Regions from separate parts of the Danio rerio genome. Here region 1 is linked to region 2. Evidence: chromatin contacts called from public Micro-C data. All regions are on one chromosome and are shown on one strand. The core of a region is the stretch at or near the end of the contact, and the rest is flanking DNA. Distances in the headings are between cores, read along the strand shown. Region 1 holds the start of si:dkey-121j17.6. Region 2 overlaps nt5dc1 (5'-nucleotidase domain containing 1).

What was found. Hi-C and Micro-C count contacts between places; a contact is called where the count stands out from the background.
Region 1: a contact with region 2 is called in a Micro-C map of caudal fin, with 14 times the contacts expected there. The contact joins the promoter of si:dkey-121j17.6 here to the enhancer-like site in region 2. A contact is called at or near these places in 3 of 18 Hi-C or Micro-C datasets (caudal fin, embryo and an unstated tissue).

What each region holds. Positions count from the first base shown.
Region 1 is chr20:578,362-582,243 of GRCz12tu, forward strand. si:dkey-121j17.6 reads left to right here and starts at 1,339. Exons shown (of 6, transcript XM_073933910.1): 1 at 1,339-1,514; 2 at 2,046-2,124; 3 at 2,641-2,806. The coding sequence starts at 2,641.
Region 2 is chr20:535,311-538,763 of GRCz12tu, forward strand. The region is part of intron 6 of nt5dc1 (5'-nucleotidase domain containing 1); the gene reads left to right. Among named protein-coding and RNA genes, the nearest start is that of dse, 22 kb to the right of the region's middle. Within about 2 kb of position 1,716, at least 22 of the 62 cell types and tissues checked have an H3K27ac peak or open chromatin away from gene starts, as enhancers often do.

The sequences.
Region 1 (3,882 bases), core at 89-2,588, 43 kb after region 2:
AGTTAAAAATAAAAGCTGTAAAATCAGATGTACATCAGTATCCTTTGCTCAATACTCTGTTGATGCACCTTTGGCAGCGATTACAGCCTCAAGTCTTTCTGAATATGACGCCACACTGTAAAAAATGCTTTTCCTACTTAGATTTAGTCTTGTTTCTAGAATAAATATCTACAAACTCTTAAATCTAAAAGCATTTTCTAGACAAGCAAAACATACTGTCTTGTTTTAAGAAATGATATGCCAGTATTAAGTCAGTTTTTCCTTAAAGCAAGCAAAATAATCAGCCAATGGGATAAGCAAAATAATCATGTCTAAAGAAAAACAAGGTTATTGTATAAAGTGAATGTGCATTCATTAAAATAATGGCGTTTAAAAGGGATTGGGTGACACCTGGGGGCTTGTAGTGGAAAAGCAGGTCAAGTGCAAACTAAATGAGAGGGGTCTGGCTGCAGACTCGGTGCAGATGCAATCTGAGCTGCATCCAATGCTTTTTAATGGGCTCACCTAACCCTACCCGTCAGTGACGTCACTCAATTGAGTGCATTGTGTCTGACGGTGCATCGCTGAGTGATGCAATCTCAGCTTGCATCATAAAGGCTGCATCCAGATGCTAGATTTAGTGAACCTGACCTGTAAGCTCAATAATGGATGTGGATTAATAATGAAAATATTTTCAATGCAGTTTCAGGGCTGGCCTGCTGCTCCTGACACTTTTGTCGTTTTAAGCTTGCTCTACTGAAAAAAAAAAGCTTAAACCAGCTTAGGCTGGTTGGCTGGTTTTAGTTGGTCAGCCAGGCTGGTTTTAGAGGGGGTTAGCCATTTCCAGCCTGGTCTTAGCTGGTCAGGCTGGGAGATGACCAGCTAAATCCAACTTGACCAGCCTTGCCAGACAGGGAGCCCAGCCAAAACCAGCTATGTCCAGCTTAAACCAGGCTGGTCAAGCTAGTTTTAGCTGGATTTAGTTGGTCATTTTCCAGCCTGACCAGCTAAGATCAGACTGGAAATGGCCAAAACCCCTCTAAAACCAGGCTGGTCAACCAGCTAAAACCAGCCAACCAGCCTAGGCTGGTTTAAGCTGGATTTTTCAGCAGGGTGGGCAGCTAAATGAATGCTTAAGTCTATTTAACTAATAATATTTTAATTACTTTACAACATCTATGCTATAAAAGGAACCTTATGAAATCGAAAATGGTCACATGATAAACCGTTCACCGGAGGTTTACCGGTAGCTGTAAAACGTTAGCTGTGCACTCGATTAGCATGACCTGGTGTTACACACACCTTTGTACTGTAGGCGGCGGTGTGCACCTAAAAGCTGTTTGCGTTCCGCCATTAACCAAGAGAAGAAGATGATGGCTAACAAGCAGCTTGCGCTCCAAGTTGTCTGTGCGCTGATTTGCAGCGAAAAACAAAAGCAGAAAAAGAAAAAGAAGCGATTATGGAAGAGAAATTATGTGGAGAGACGAGGCCGACCAGCACCGGCTGCTCCGACGCGCGAGCTGGAGGAGGAGACGGTAATGCAGTACTTTGTCTAGTATGAAAGGACAGGAGACGACTGTGTGCGGGTCAACAAAACGCTGCTCTGGACTTAAATCTTATTAAAAGCGTGTGTATTCTGATAAGAACTTATTTTAGGAAGACGACTTCAGGGAAGAAAGATAAACACAAATGAATTACCTAGAAGGGATGAAGAGATACAGCTGCGGCCGAAGTAAACTAGATTTATATTACTGATTATTACATTACCCGTTACTTTAATAACGTCTACCCCAACCATCACACCAGGCTAAAGTAAAAACAGTAATTATATCGAGTTATAAATGTTATTCATCAAATTACCCATAAAATAGTAGTTTAACCCCCAACATTAACCACAGCCATCTTCATAGTAAGTAAAAACTGAGTATTATTCATATAGTTTATCAAATTACCCATTAAATTGCATTTTATTAAAGTCTACGCCAAGCATCACACTAATGTAAAAATAAGATTTATTTTGTTGTAGTGTTACAAAAGTTATACTATATTTACGTATGTATCCGCAGCTGTATCCCATCTGGACTTTCAGCTGATAATCTAACGGATGATGGATGATATTTACATGTGCATCACCTGAATATTAAGGTAAAGTTGTTTTTATATTAGCACGTTCAAAAATTGTATTTAAAAAGCCTAATAAGGATTAAATATCATTACTATATCAGATATCATTTTAAAACAGCTGATGAGTGCTGTGACTGTCTTCATTCCAGCGTAAATAAATGAAATTATTTTACTAATAATATGTAATAGGCTAAATTAAACTTTGCATTATACTGTTCCTTTATAATAACTACATATGGGAATTAAACTAGAAGATGCGGCCCATGTTAGTGATTCAGAAATGGAGATTTCTGGCTCAGAAAAGCTGAGTTTAGTTCGTTTTATATTTTCACATTCACACTTTCTCCTTAATATAATTTGAGAAAAGTACTCTTTGCTCATTCTAAATCGGGAAATCATATTATAAGCTAATGACTATCAAAACAAATCATTGTTTATAGTCAATTGAATAGTGCTTAAGTTGTTTTGAAGTCACATTTACATGCAATTTCCGACCGAACACTTAAAAATAGTTGTTTTTCCTCACCATACAAATAGATGACACCGAATGCTGGGTTGAAAGATCTGCCGTGGATGACATCAGAGGAGTTTGAGTTCCTGCTCAGCGTGGTCGGACCCCTCATAACCAAACAGCATACGAAGATGAGACGGGCAATAACCGCTAAAGATCGCCTGTATGTCACCTTGCTGTTTTTGGCAACAGGTGGGTCTGCCAGAGCTATATATTAAACAATATTACAGTGATGATTCATTCTAAAGGAAACCTATTATGTCACTTTTGTTAGGGGGTTGTGTGGCAGCAGTGTGTGATTATAACCAGCTTAATTAACTGTATTGTTTATAATCAGACTAGATAGAATCAGTCTGCTGAAACACTGTGATTGACATTCTCCCTTTGTACGTGTCATCAGAGGGGGAAAGCCCCGCCCACTAGTGACCATCTCTCCCTCATTAGCATACGACGTCAGTCTTGTTTCTGAATCTGCCACTATTCTGATGCACAGGCATCTGTAGCTCCGCCCTCTTCAGAAAAGAGCTCAATCTCATTTGCATTTAAAGTGACAGTCACCAAAACACCACAATTAGCATTAAAGCCTGAAAGGGGGAGTTTCAGAGAGTTATAAAACATTATCTGTGTGGTGTTTTGAGCTGAAACTTCACTACACACTCTAGTGCAGGGATGTCAAACTCAGTTCCTCGAGGGCCGCAGCTCTGCACAGTTTAGTTCCAACCCTAATTAGACACACCTGATCAAACTAGTTGAGTCCTTCAGGACAGGTAAGTGTGTAGGAGCAGGGTTTGCTCTAAACTGTGCAGGGCTGCGGCCCTCCAGGTATTGAGTTTGACACCCCTGCTCTTGGGACACCAGAGACTTATTTCACGTCTTGTAAAAAGGGGCAGAATAGGATCCCTTTAAAGGGTTAGTTCATCCAAAAATGATCAAGTCAAGCACTTTTCCATTATTATGTTTGAGATCAGGCTTGACCGAACTGTTTAAGATGCCGAAGTTGCCACTCTAGGTTCACTCATTTGTGTTTACTAAAGATTGATGCAGCGATTGTCTGTTTTCTCTCACCATTAAATCTATTTATTTTTAAATGTGACATTTTAAAGGCTGCTAAGCTAGATTTATTTATATATTAAACTGAGAACACTTGGATGAAGGTTTTTAACAGGGTTTCCCACAGGTCATGGAGTTTCTGCAATATGATTTGAGTTTTGAATGCTCTATTCCAGACACTGAAAGTCAGGGAATCCTTGTGTATTTTTGGCCAAGTC
Region 2 (3,453 bases), core at 466-2,965:
GACTGAATTATTTCCCGCGCACATACTGATTGGCGCGATTATACATTCACAATGGTATGAGCCGTTATAGGGGTGGTCAAAATGTATGTACATTATCTATTATTTTAATGACTAATATGATTATTAAAGATACAGATCAGTAGATACATTTATCATTATTAATGAACTGGACTGCCCCCCCCCCCCCCCCCCCCCCCCATCCATTTTCTTCAAGTATTTTAGGGCCAAAATCAGGTATGCAAATGCAAATAAAATGCAGGTAGTGTGCAGCAGTGCGCATGTCTGTTTTGGTGAATACAGCGCGTCTAATTGAGCAATAGCGCTATCTGCTGGTCACTGCTTTAAACAGCGACTCTTTTACATGAAAAATGAAACTTATTAAAGGTGAATGACAAAATGTGCCGATTAAAATTTGTTCTTATGGGTGCTGGAAGTAATCCAGTGTTTTCATAGTTGACTAAAGTGTCTGAAAATGTCATTGTGTTGTTTTTTATGCTAATGTAGTAGGTAATAAAGTAGTTTATTACTATTTAAATGCAAAAAAATGATATGACAATGTTTTTAATGTTACTTTAACATTTTTAAATAGGTCACTCATGTTTCAACTCAAAAGATTACAAAGTTTATCTTAATAGGTCAAAATATTTTAAGTCAAAGTTAAGTTAATTCAACAAATAACATGCTGAGGTGTTCTGGGTGGCTAACATGATGCTGCTAAAACATTTAGCATGTTGTTAGGATGCTAACAATTGCCATGCTGATAACATTCTTAGTAAATACAGTGCATGCGGAAAGTATATGATAGCGCTTCACTTTTTCCACATTTGTTTATGTTACGGCCTTATTCCAAAATGGATTAAATTATTGAATGGAATAAACTATTGTTTTGTCTGCAATGAAACACAAGTCAAAGTCATTTTATTTGTGTTTTCCATGCTGTCCCAACCTTTTCTGACTTGCACAAAAGAAGTCAATGGTTACAGGTTTTCAGCTCTCTTCAAAACATCTTCTTTTGTGTTCAACAGAATAAATTGACTGATAAAGGGTGGCAACAAGTAAAGGGTGAGCAGACGATGACAGAAATTAAGTTTTCAGGGTGAATTTTGAAGCATTGTGGGACAATTACAAATGTTTACCACACGAGGGCAGCAGAGTACCCGTAATTCAACCAGGCTCTTTCTTCATCACGTGCATCTGTTGTTTGTTTGGGTTTGAACATTCAAACTCATATTTTGTGGATCAATATTGAAACAGGAATGACAATAACAGGATTATAGCAGCATCCAACACCCTAACATGCAGAAAGACACTGCTGTGTGCTCTTCACACTTGCACTAACAAGCAAACAAACATTGATGCATCTAAAATAGCATTTCTGAAAGAGACAACTAGATATAATGGCTCCAATTTGCTTATTAATTTGACTTTCAATTACAAATTCTGTTTATTACACTCACACACACACACACACACACACACACACACACACACACACACACACACACGCAATCACGCACCACTGTCTCTGTGGTTGAGTGGAGGGCTCTGAGACGTGGCTGTGTGTACGTGGCCAATATAAACCCGAGACGAAGTGAGTATGCCTGTTTTCCTAAAGTCTCCATTTCTGCTGCTGGTGAATGAAGACCCGCTGCTGCTCACATATGGACCGCATTCCTTCACTCCAGGCAAACACAGTCCACTTCCTGTTTTAGTAGGCCGGCCACCCGGCGTAACACTGATACACTTTCACTCGCTCTCTTGGGCTGAACGACACACTCTTATTCTGCAAGGCCTTTTTATTTCTTAAAGGGACAGTTCAGCCAAAAAGCACAATTCTGCCCTCATTTACTCGCGTGTTTCAGAGCTTTAGGACTTGCTTTCTTCTGTTGAACACGTAAGAAGATATTCAGAAAAATGTTGGAAGCCTGTAACCATTGACTTCCGTAGTATTTGTTTTTCCTACTATGGATGATTTCGGAGCTGGGTTGCGGCTGGAAGGGCATCCGCTGTGTAAAACATATGCTCAAGTAGTTGGTGGTTCATTTCACTGTGGCGACCCCTGATGAATAAAGAGACAAAGCCTAAGGAAAATGAATGGAAGTCAATGCAGTAATTTTTATTTTTGGGTGAACTGTCCCTTTAAGAAATCTGCATGTGTAAATTCTCATAGCATCCCATGTGAAACCTGTAACCATTGACATAGTAGGAAAAACAAATCATATGGAAGTCAATGGTTACAGGTTTTCAGCTTTCTTCAAAATTTCTTCTTTTGTGTTCCACTGAAGACATAAACTCATAAAGGTTTGGAACCACTCAAGGGTGAGTTAGTTTTGATTTTAGAGTGAACTGTCCCTTTAAGAAATCAGCATGTGTAAATTCTGATATTGTCCCATTTCCTTGTGCAGCGTTCTTAAAGAGATAGTTCACCCTATAAATAATAAATTAAATTAATAAATGAAACACTCACTATTTACTCTCTCTCTCTCTGAGGTGGTTGAGAAGCTTTAGGACTTTTTTCTGTTTAACACAAAAAAGATATTCAGAAAAATGTTGGAAACCTGTAACCATTGACTTCCATAGTATTTGTTTTTCCTCCTGTGGAAGTCAAAGCTTACATCTTTCTGCTAAATAACAAATGATGATCAAACTCATGAAGGTTTGGAACCACTCGAATAAATAGTGAGTAAATTTTTTTTTTTGAGTGAACTGTCCCTTTAAGAAATCTGCATGGGTAAATTCTGATAGTGTCTGATTTCATCGTCCATCGTTCTTAATCGATAATTCACCCCCCAAAAAACTCACTATTTACTCTCTCTCTCTCTCTCTCTCTCTCTCTCTCTCTCTCTCTCTCTCTCTCTCTCTCCCAAGCAGATGTGAACCTTTATGACTTTGTCTTCTGTTGAACAAAAAAAAAGTTACTTGGAAAAATGATTGAAAGCTGTAACCATTGACTTTCATGGTATTTTTTTCCTACTATGTTAGTTGTTGGTTACAGCTTTTTTTAAAATAGAAAAATCTTCAATGTTTCAACTCATAAAGGTTTGGAAACGCTGGAGGGTGACTAAATAGTGAGTTAGTTTTCATTTTTGGGTGAACTGTCCCTTTAAGAAATCTGCATGGGTAAATTCTGATCGTATCCGCATGTCCTCGTGCAGCGCTTTAAAGGGATAGTTCATCAATAAATTAATAAATAAGTAAAATACTTAATATTTACTCTCTCTTAAGTGGTTGAAAACCTTTTATTGCGCACAATAAAGATGCTTTAAAGAAACTACTAAGGGGAAACTCAGTTAACTTAATGTCTGATTTCTTCTTGCAGCTTCCTGATGGCATAGTTCACAAAAAAAAACCTTTAGGACTTTTGTCTGTTAAACACAAAAGAAGATAGTTGGAAAAATGTTGGAAGTCTCTAACCATTGATTTGTTTTTTTCCTACTATTGAGGTCAATGGTT